Linked DNA regions of Mus musculus: all the other regions are linked to region 1. The links are chromatin contacts, called in public promoter capture Hi-C maps. All regions are on one chromosome and are shown on one strand. The core of a region is the stretch at or near the end of the contact, and the rest is flanking DNA. Distances in the headings are between cores, read along the strand shown.

The links. Promoter capture Hi-C pulls out the DNA fragments that hold promoters and counts their contacts.
Region 2: a promoter capture Hi-C map of pre-B cells shows a contact between it and region 1, with 4 times the contacts expected there. The contact joins the enhancer-like site here to the promoter of Rab2a in region 1. A contact is called at or near these places in 5 of 39 promoter capture datasets (HPC-7-derived erythroid cells, frontonasal cranial neural crest, liver and 1 more) and 1 of 115 datasets of contacts at active chromatin or transcription factors (astrocytes).
Region 3: a promoter capture Hi-C map of neutrophils shows a contact between it and region 1, with 4 times the contacts expected there. The contact joins the enhancer-like site here to the promoter of Rab2a in region 1. A contact is called at or near these places in 10 of 39 promoter capture datasets (the 3T3-L1 cell line, 3T3-L1-derived adipocytes, the C10 cell line and 7 more) and 4 of 115 datasets of contacts at active chromatin or transcription factors (the 230-238 cell line, astrocytes and large pre-B cells).
Region 4: a promoter capture Hi-C map of hippocampal neurons shows a contact between it and region 1, with 4 times the contacts expected there. The contact joins the enhancer-like site here to the promoter of Rab2a in region 1. A contact is called at or near these places in 5 of 39 promoter capture datasets (the C10 cell line, HPC-7-derived erythroid cells, hematopoietic stem and progenitor cells and 2 more) and 1 of 115 datasets of contacts at active chromatin or transcription factors (astrocytes).

Annotation. Positions count from the first base shown.
Region 1 is chr4:8,534,349-8,536,937 of GRCm38.p6, reverse strand. It overlaps Rab2a (RAB2A, member RAS oncogene family), which reads right to left and starts at 1,294. Exons shown (of 8, transcript NM_021518.3): 1 at 1,030-1,294. The coding sequence starts at 1,075.
Region 2 is chr4:6,923,605-6,926,193 of GRCm38.p6, reverse strand. All of the region lies in intron 1 of Tox (thymocyte selection-associated high mobility group box), which reads left to right. Among named protein-coding and RNA genes, the nearest start is that of Tox, 66 kb to the left of the region's middle. Within about 2 kb of position 1,308, at least 92 of the 459 cell types and tissues checked have an H3K27ac peak or open chromatin away from gene starts, as enhancers often do. A contact at or near this core is called in liver and pre-B cells, where this site is marked.
Region 3 is chr4:9,629,921-9,632,509 of GRCm38.p6, reverse strand. All of the region lies in intron 3 of Asph (aspartate-beta-hydroxylase), which reads left to right. Among named protein-coding and RNA genes, the nearest start is that of Asph, 38 kb to the left of the region's middle. Within about 2 kb of position 1,284, at least 108 of the 459 cell types and tissues checked have an H3K27ac peak or open chromatin away from gene starts, as enhancers often do. A contact at or near this core is called in the 230-238 cell line, hematopoietic stem and progenitor cells and neutrophils, where this site is marked.
Region 4 is chr4:9,594,589-9,597,177 of GRCm38.p6, reverse strand. It overlaps Asph (aspartate-beta-hydroxylase), which reads left to right. Exons shown (of 24, transcript NM_023066.3): 11 at 1,763-1,801; 12 at 2,480-2,515. Among named protein-coding and RNA genes, the nearest start is that of Asph, 73 kb to the left of the region's middle. Within about 2 kb of position 1,302, at least 43 of the 459 cell types and tissues checked have an H3K27ac peak or open chromatin away from gene starts, as enhancers often do. A contact at or near this core is called in astrocytes and hippocampal neurons, where this site is marked.

The DNA of each region.
Region 1 (2,589 bases), core at 45-2,544:
ACATTTACAAAGTTGTGTAAGGGGTCCAGGTTGTGCAACACTCACCACTGAAATCAGACTCTAGTGTATTAATAGTTTTAACACCTAAATAAGCTTTACGTTTATTATTAGATTCGAAATATGGCCCAAATCGCAGGTATTCAAAGTATTTCATGAACAGCTTGCTTATTTGCTTCAGAAACTTATGAGGATGCTATTTTTAAGTGGGAACTTTTTTTTCCTTTTTTTTTTTGCTACAAATGTACACGAGGTCACCTGAAAATTAACAGTTGTGATCCTGGACTTGACAAAACCGAAAAAAAAGAAAAAAAAATCAGTAGTAAGTCAGCATACCCACAGTATGCTCACACCCAGCCCACTGACCTGCCTTGCATTACTATCAAGTCAAATAATGCCAGCATACACGTGGCAAAAGTCGCCAGAGCTCAATGGTGCTTTAATGATCCCGAGAAGAATTGCCCTGCCATCGAGTCATGTGATCTCACTTATTCGGACTTGGAGATTGAGGATATTTCCAAAAAAATTTAGGTTTTTTTCTTTTCCTTTTTTAATTTTTTTTTTTCCTCCCCAAAAGGCTGTCCCACTTCAGGGTGCGCCTTGCCAGGGCCTAGACGGAAGCGTGCAGGTCGGGGAGGTGGGACCAGGGAGAAAAATCTGGACCGGGGCCCGTCACGCTCCAATTCGTTCGACTTCCCTCTCTCTCCCCGGGCCGCGGAGACAGTCGAGGCGGGGGCCCCCCGGGGACGGCCGTGCTGCTGTCACACTCTCCGGGAAGTGGCAAACGGCTGCCGCGGGCCTGGCTGCAGCGGGCCCGGGCGGAGCAGGGAAGGAAGGCCCAGGCAGGCCGCGGCCGCTCGCAGCGCCCACGTCACCAGCGCCAGCACTGCGGAAATGGAGCGGCGGCCAGGGGACCGAGGGAGGATGGGAGGAAGGGAGGCGCTGCGCCCCCGACCCGCGCCGCTCGGCGCCGCCGCCGCCGTTTGCCCCGCCTGCCCGCCCCGGTCGCCCCCGGCCCGCCGCCGGCCTCACCTGTGTCGCCGATGATGATGTACTTGAAGAGATAGGCGTACGCCATGGCCGCGGCCGCTCCGTGCCAGGCTCACGGCTCCTCCTCCCGCTGTGCGCCTCCTCCGCGCCCTCACCGGCGCCGCTCGGCCGCGAACCCGGGCCCCGCCCGCCGTCGGTCGCCGTCAGAGCCAGCAGCAAAGGCCGAGGGGCAGCGGGACGAACTGACAGCGCCGAGCGCGGAGCACAGCGGCCCAGCCCTTCGGAACAATAACAGCCGCGGCGCCTCCGCCCCGCCTCCGCGCCGACCCGGAAGTGCTGCCGCCGCCTGCGCCGCCGGAGGAGAGGGGAGGAGCCGCGGCCGCGCCCTCCGGTCGGAGTCCCGCCTACCCCGGAGCCCCGCCTACCAGGCCGGGGCTCGGGGAGTCGCGAGGAAACGGAGCCTGCTAGGTTCAGTCGCCGCCCTCTCTCTCTCTCTGTGTGTGTGTGTGTGTGTGTGTGTGTGTGTGTGTGTGTGTGTGTGTGTGTGTAATCGTGGTATGTCCCTATAATGCTGTTATGTCGCTCTTAAAAAGATGTAAAAAAAAACCCAACTGTATAAATATTGAAGTAAATATACATTTGCATGCTGTTTATCAGACCAGGATTCTAAGTGCAATGTTGTGTATAGGTGTAATGTGTACAATATATGGCTTAATCATGTTTTGTGTATGTATTGTACGAAAAACTGAAATAAATACAGAAGCAACATGAAAGGAAATACCTGGTATGACATGATGGAATTAGTAAAAAACATATGTGTGTGCATGCAGTTTGAAGGTACTTTTGCCTTTGAATATATTCTGTATATATTGCCAGTGCTGCCAACTAGAGGCAAACCCAGTTCTTTAAAAGCCCAGATTTTAAAGAAGGTGGAGGACAGAGTTAGTTTACTATCTGAAACAGTTTTCTAGAGAGCCCACTTACAAGAAAGTGACTATCAAAAGGACAAAGGTTACTACAAGTAAGCCATGCATTTATAATCTCAGCACTTGGGAGATAGAGGCAGGAGGATCAGGAATTCTGGGTCATTCTTTACAACACTGAGGGGTCAAGCATGAGACCCTATCTAAAAAAAAGTGTGTCCCCAAAATGTACAGATAAAAGCACTTGCCATGCAAGCCTGTCTTGAGTTCATTCTCTGGAAACCACAATAGAAGGAGAAACACACACACAAAGTGAGAGAGACAGAGAAACAGAGAGAATATAGCAGAATGATGTTCGTGGATCTGTTCAGGAAATTTAAGAGTTGTGTAAGGAAGCTGATTTAATGCTTCCATCTCTCTTCTGTTGCTGGAGGAGGAATGAGTGGGCTTTTGTGGCTTTCGTGGCCAGCCTCCTGCTGACTGTCATCCCTTCCCTTGGGAATCAACCATTCTGTGATTATAGTTGATGGTACCATGCTAGGATGACTGAAGTTGGTTGCTACTTCATTTGCACAACTGACAAGCAGGACCTCACTAGGTTTTTCTTCATTACTAGGGAGGTGGTTTGCTAAAGGCTCAGGAACTTGATGTGAAAAGCAACTGAAAAAAATGGGGTTCA
Region 2 (2,589 bases), core at 59-2,558, 1.6 Mb after region 1:
CTCCAGTTCCAAGACGTTTTTGAAAACTCTTTTATTACCACATCATATAGACATAGAAAATAACATATGGGTACTGGGGAGTTGAAACTCAAGTATTTTAAAGGAATGTAGCATATTAGCTTCTAAATATAGCTCATTGGAATAACGAAGAAAACACATATCTGTGGGCAACTAAAGAAGTAGAAATTAAGAAAGCAAAACCATATAGAAGTAGGAATAGAAAGCAAGCAGCTGAAAAACGAATGAAATTATACAGGAAAACTGAGATGAAGTCTTACCCTAAAGGCAGGAAAATGGTGAGAGTCAAATCCACTTAATTACCATAAAATAATTCAGTTCAAAGGTGAATGTATACCATTTTCCTCAGAAGAATATTATGTGCAGAACCAAATGGTCCTATGACCAAAAGAAAGAAAGGAAGAAAGAAAGAAGGAAGGAAGGAAGGAAGGAAGGAAGGAAGGAAGGAAGGAAGGAAGGAAGGAAGGAAAGAAGGAAGGAAGAAATCAAAACTGTGGCTTGCCAGTTCATCATGCAGCTAACACATGGTTTTCATGCTCTGCTATGTGTATTAAGAAGAAAACGGGTTGTATTTTGAGAGAGTTCAGGTGTAGAGTTTTAGAATACTCTATTACAGCACAATAAAAAAAGACTTATTTTTATCAACAGTTCTAGGTGAAAGGGGGCTGTACATATATCCAGTGAAAATATTTTCAAGCATAAAATGTTCTATCCCAAAGGGTTTGAATATCAAGTGTTACAAATACTCGTTCATCTGCCCTGTGTCTGCCTCACAGACACTTTGCCTTAGCCTATACCAATATGGATAAAATGAAACAAAATAACCAAACCAAAATACACCCTCAACTTTCCATAGTCAGCCTGGGACAGGTGGGAAATGGTGCTCTTGAAGAAACTTGCCCTTGGGAAGCCAAGTTGTGATGGTCAACCCTCCTGGCAAACGTGCCATTGGTTTCATCTATTTATATTTTCAGATCTGTTAATTATTCACAGTTTTGGCAGCACCGTTGCTTCATACACAGTTGGTGGCTGCCATCCACCAACACCCTCCAAGCCCATGTGCCTAATGCCATAAAAAAGAAAGTGACCTTCACTCCTCCCTCTGAAGCTTTAACAATACCGGCAATTTCCGCATATGACACAGCCACACAGTTTTATCGTGGAATGAGTGTTAACCTCTCAACATAATTCTGTGGTTTCTAAGTGTTCAGCCAATATCAGCTCAAGGAAATAGCTGTGTACAGAGAGGATTTGGTAGGCCCCAAAAGAGAAAAGAGAACAGAAAAAAGGAAGAATGTATTTTGTGGTTTTAAGTCTTATGGTTTAGGGCATCCCTTGGGGTTCAGTGCCATGAGCAGACAGGAAGTATCCATTCACAAGTTTCAGTCCCTCTATACTGTATTTGGTATCAGAATTTAAGTGAATTCAGGCCTGAGTGCCAGCATCCATCAGTTTCACATGATTAACCAAGACTCCATTCTTACCTATGTGGTCCTTGCAGAACCCCAGTACCATACGCAAATGAGAAAGAAAGAAAAAGAGCTGTTCTGCTTGGTTAGAGGTGTAATGTAATTGTTCAGGTGTGCCTGAGCCTCGAGCTTCTGTTGTTGGAAGGAAGTCACAAGTTACCTGCACACACTGCAACCATCTCAGAGATTCAAGGTTCCAAGTAACACCATGCAATAGCCATGAAAGTGTTGCCCTAGTTTGAAGGACATTGAGAACAGCTCTACTGTAATTGTCCATAAAGAAGGATTTTTCAAGTCATAAAGTATTCAAAAATTAGCTTTGTTATTTAGTTGACAATATTTTGTGAGGTTGGCCTACTGCCTAATAAATGAGCTTGTCTATTTACTACATTTAATTTTGAGATTTTTGTTTTGTTTTTTAGTTTTTTTGGTTTTTGCCTGTAGTACAGTAATAGGAAAATATTCAAGAATATAACAGAGTCAGAAGGTTTTTTAGATAAAGTTATGGATTCCATATAACATACTCCTATATTAGCATACATCTGATTGATTTGATTTTAAATTTATTAAATCCTTAACAATTTTGCAAACACCCAAGAAGGTAATTCTAAAACAGGATTTGTCAGACAATTGAATTCATAAGAATTGTCTAAAGAAACCTTTACTTTGAAAAGTCATGTCTATTGTTAAATTCTACTATGCTTGTTTGAAAAATAGCCATGTTACTACAGAGTCATACCCCATCCATGGTTTAAGCCAAGTAATAGCTCTGCTAAAAAGACTGGGTTTTTCTGTGTGTGTATGCATGTGTGCGTGTGTGTGTGTGTGTGTGTGTGTGTGTGTGTGTGTTGTAGATATATGTATCTTTAAGCACATAGACTTACTTTAGAGCTCTGTAGTCCAGAACAGGTATATGGGTTTATGTCATCATGGAGTGAGACTCCTGATCCTCTAAACTGTTTCATCAGAGTGAAATGCAAGTAGCTGCTGCAGACAAGTCAGTTATTCTCAGTTGCTCCTCCCATGTCTATATTGTGATTTAATTAGGGCAGTTTCTTCTGGCTTTGATTCTTTGACTTGGTCACTTCTGAAATGCCTTTGT
Region 3 (2,589 bases), core at 35-2,534, 1.1 Mb before region 1:
CCCAGGCTCAGTGCTGGGTCATGAAGAAGATGCTTGACAGAAACTTCTGACACCACATATGCACACACACAAGTATGTGATGTTCACAAATATATACAGGACACACACACAAATATATACATCCATATACAGGACACACACAACTCTAGGCCGTGTAGGTAGGTCATTGTCCAAATGTTTGCTGCTCAGTGCCACTTGCCATGCTGAAGCTCGGAAGTTTCTTATTTTATATGTAGTAATAGGAAGCACTTAGAGCACAGAGGATAATGAAACACAGCAAGGGTTTTCTCTAAATACACGGTGGTAGTATTTAGGGTGGGGAGAAGTATCGTTCTCACAGGTCTTGGGTGGAAATGCAGATCTCTGTTCATAGCATTGGGAGACTCAAGTTAAATGAAAAAGCCCGGGACTTGTCAAAAACTGATTAAATACTGACTGCAGTTTGTGTCTTTCCTCTCTCCTCACATGTGGAAACTGATAGGGCCTGTTCTTCAGTTGACAATAGCAGAGAAGTTCACTGTAAGCTTGACAGGTAGCCAGGATTCTGTTATCTCTTGTATGTCGGTATTGCTGGTAGTTGTGGTACATGGAGAAGTTGTGTTGTAAATGACCTGAAATGACCCGGCTTTGGTTACGAAGGCGCTGGAGATTCTGATGCACATATTTCTTCCTGTCATAACTACCACCTGCTTTTCTTCCTCAAATTCTGGGGCCTTTCAGTGTATAGGGAACTGACTTTACATCTCAAGGGTCTTTCCCTACTTCGGGTCATTTCCCACTGGAGACGGTCATAATAATTTACCTCTTTATTTCTTCTATTCAGAGGGTCCTGTTTGGGAGCAGTGCTTAGAAAACAGCAGAGAACAAGAATCTTTGCAGTAAGAATGCCTTCTTTCATGGGCAAGAGGAAGAGGGGTCAGGGTTGTCCCCTATCCCTACCCCCCCTGCCAGTGGCTGCTAGAGCCTTCTCAGCCTTCCTCGGGGTTCTTCTAGGTAGGCAGAGAGGACTCTTATCAGCTCATTCTAACTTACAAGGCCTTGAACAAGTTGTAAGAGTGTATAGCACTAACTGAGTTAGGCGTTTGATATGAATGACCATATTTGAGCGTCTGGATACCAGATGAGATGCTGCAGGCTGTAATCCGCTGGCTTATGTACTCCGGAGCACCTGCAGTTTACTCCAGGGCGTATGATCAGGTCTGGCTCATCAGTGTGCAGATTGGGAGGCTGTCGGAAGTGTTTGCTTTGCCCTCTGTATCACTTTCTCCTATCACTGTCTGCAGAGTGTGCTGATACTCTGCAGGGTTTCCTGCCCAAGACTGTAGTAGGAAAAAGATGATCTGCTCATGAGCTGGGAGGAGCGTGAGGTTTGCTGGGTGGACTGAAGCCTGACTTGGAGGTGTGCTTCGTACCGGTCTCTGTATTCTCCGCATTACCTTTCTGTAAACCTGGGACCATGATACGCCCCCCTTTTGAGATCACTCTGCCTAAGCTTAACTTTTTCCACCTAACTGCTCTTCTTGTTTTCTCTTTCTCTCTTCCTTTATTCTTATGTAGGCCTGACCAAAGATGGCAGTAATGAAAATATTGATTCTCTTGAGGAAGTCCTTACTATTTTAGCGGAGGAGAGTTCAGATTGGTTTTATGGTTTCCTCTCATTTCTCTATGATATAATGACTCCTTTTGAAATGCTAGAAGAAGAGGAAGAAGAAAGCGAAACTGCAGATGGTGTTGATGGTACGTCACAGAATGAAGGGGTTCAGGGAAAGACCTGTGTCATTTTGGATTTGCATAATCAGTAACTTCAACTCAGGGACTGAAAAGCAGTGGGTTGGAAAACGGAGCTGCCTCCTCTTCCTTTGCTTACGCAGGGCTCAACGTGCAGTGGGGCAGTTGTGACTTCAGATAATGCCACCCATATGATCCTGATCATCCTGCCCAGCACAGCCACTTAGCTAGCCCCTCGCTTGGCTCCCTCCACACCCAGAAAGGAAGTGGTATTCCTCATTCCTATAGCTGTTCACAAAGTGCATTGGAAATGATGTTCTTGGTAGTATAATTGGTTTCTGTATCATTTTATCTCAACTTATGTATTCACTGAACTAAGTTGGAAATTGTGTTGTACTTAACCCTTGATGCTTGTCTTTCTCATACTTTTAATGATAGTTCTAATGGGAGTGATTCTAACAATATTTCTGGCATGACTAATCAGCGAATGCTCCTTTGTTGACCTTTAACTTGCCTGCTGTGTAGTGAAGCTGGTACTTTTTAATCTGTAATTTCTTTAGGTTAATTGACTAGTCATATAAGTTCCTACAAACTTGTTAAAGTTCTGTATTAATGGTGCTTTTGACATAATTTAAAAATCCTATGTTTTTGCCTTAGGGCAGTGAAGTTTCTGAATTCAGACACTAATAGGTTTGAATATGTCCATTTCTGAAATCAGAATTTGTTTTCAATTTTATTTTCAAATATAAATCTAGAGAAGGTAATTTGTAACTTTTTTTGGGGTCACCCTATTATAAAAGAGGGAGAGTGTGAATGTGCGTCTTGCAGAATGTTGTACATATTAAAACTATCTTTCCTGAA
Region 4 (2,589 bases), core at 53-2,552, 1.1 Mb before region 1:
CATTGCGTGGCAAGTCTTTAATAATTGATGCATGCTGGCGTGTGGATTAAATGCCTGGAGATGAGGGTGCTTGGTAACATCTGTTTATGGATTCTCTGGGGAGAAAGAGGAATGAAGTTAAGAAGACCCTTTGATCCATGTGTAGGCGAAGTCAAGGACATTATCTCCATCTTGGGGTGCCACACAGGGCAATGTGAAGTCAAGTCTGCATTCTTCATAGTTTAATGAGTGTTTCAGTGGACGGATTGGATGGCAATGGTGGCAGTTTATGCCAGGAAACCAGGGTATTGCCAGCAAAGGTGGAGGGTGGCGAAGGTGTCTGAGAAATGTCTAGAGGGTCAAATTGTTAGGGTTTGCTGCATTTATGTGGAAAGCGAGTGGGAGAACAAGATGCTGGCAACTCTGACTCCTGCAGGCTTAATGGATATTAGATTTTTTTCCTCTAAGAAAAGAGAAACTGGGAGGCAGAGAGACCTTGGACCCAGTTTCTTACAAACTGGTAGTGGGGGTGCTTTGAGCCACCCAAGAGGTGAGACCAGAGAAGCCATTTGCTGGTGTTCAGCTTGCAGTGGAGTCCAGGGCTCCATGGGACTCCTGGGCACTAGCAGGTAATTGGAGCCAGACTGTGAATCTTGTAAGGAGAGGACGGTGAGGTCAGGGGTCAGGGGTCAGGGGTTGGGGATAGGTCCTGAGTCTGAGGGCACATTTCTGTTGCCTACTGAAAAAAGAACTGGCCAATGGGGAAGGCTGAGGACGAGGAAAGGGAGCCCTGCACACCCAGGGCGGGGGTGGAGAGAGACCTGCTGCTGAGACCCGGAAGGCTGAGCTTAGGAGTACCCTGGGTAAGGCTTGTCCCTGCCCTTCTCCTGGGCTCCTTTTCAGGCAGATGTGTGGGTTGAGGAGAGGAAAGGAGTGACAGTTTGCTTCTGGGATCTGCCAAGGGAGGTTGATTTGTACGTGTTTAATGCTAACGGCTCACTGACATGATTGTACTCTAATATCAAGAATAATGTCTAAAAGAATATGTCTAACATCAATATTCAAAAACAGTTCTTTGTTAATGTATCATTGCATTATAATACATTTTGGTAAGATGTATTACCACGGAGGCGGGCCAGAAGGTTTGGTTCTGGTGTACCAAATACTGGAAGCTTTTTCGAAGGTCAGTTGACTAAGGAGATTTCCTGCCGCTCTGTGTGGGGCTGTGGGGGTGTGGGAGCGAGCCATGGGACACCAGCCTTTGCATCAGAGCACAGAAACTCCAGTCCCCTGGGCCCTGGTTACCATGGTAAATTAAAGGTTCTGTCAGCCAGTTCCTGCTGAGAGGGTACCAGCAGGGGTGTTTGTCTCCAACCCAATCACTGTGCAAACTAAAGACTGCCTGGCAAAACTGGGATCCTGGGATAATTAGCAGGGGAGAGCGCACACAGACTGGAAAACCAGGAAAGGAGACTCCCTGTTAAGTCATCAGCAGATCTCGCTAACAGTGATTATGGGAGGAACTTATACTTGCCCCTGTAAGGGAAGGAGAACATGAAACTTCCATCTCCCATGGCTACCCACTAGCTAAAATGTGAGCCCAGATGGCTTGTTTTATAGCATTTAGCCAAATACTCCTGTCCCTGCCCTGTAATCTACATTGTTAGTGAGTAAGCCTGAGGCTTAAAATGTTTATAAATGAAATAAGGCAAGCCTGTAGGACACTGTCTGTCCTTATTTTTACTCAGTGCTGCATGATTTCTGTTTTCTATTTACTTCATAGTATATGAACCCTCAGAGCATGAAGGGGTCGCGATTTCAGGTGAGTTTTTCCTATAGTAACTGCGTAGCTGTGGAACAGAGAGTAGGAATAAGTATTTAGGAGTTGTCAAACATGGTTTCTGCCAGGAATTTGCTGCTAGGATGGCCAACAGATATCAAAATCCAAAGATACTCTAGGCCCTTGCATAAAACAGCACAGCACTTGCAACCAGTAATGAACTATACATTTTATATTTATTCAATATTTATTTTATGTCAGCAGGAGTGAGATTAAACTTTTGAATACAATTTAGCATTAAAGTGGATTTTGTGGAATAAGTAAAGACTCTTTATGGGAGTGTCCCATAAGGAGATCCAGCCTAGATAACACTTTCTGAGTGGATATTAGCCACTTTAGGTATCTAAGTCATTGGTTCTCAACCTGCAGTTTGTGACTCCCTTGTGTGTCAAGTAACCCTTTCACAGGGGTCATTGAGGTTTGTGACTCCCTTGTGTGTCAAATGACCCTTTCACAGGGGTCATTGAAAACCATCAGAAATAATTCATTCTAGTAGCAAAATTACAGTTGAGAAGTAGCAATGAAAATACTTCCGTGGTTGGGGGTCATGGCAACATGGGCTATATTAAAGGGTCATAGCATTGGGGAGGCTGAGAGTCACTGATCTAAGTGGAGCAAGAGTTAATGTAATGTGATTGGCTTATTCATTTATTTTCCTAGATAACACCATAGATGATTCCAGCATAATCTCAGAAGGTAAGGTTTTTTGTCTTGTTTTCTTTTGTTATTGTTTATGTTTGTTTGTTAGTTTGTTTTTGAGGTAGAGTTTC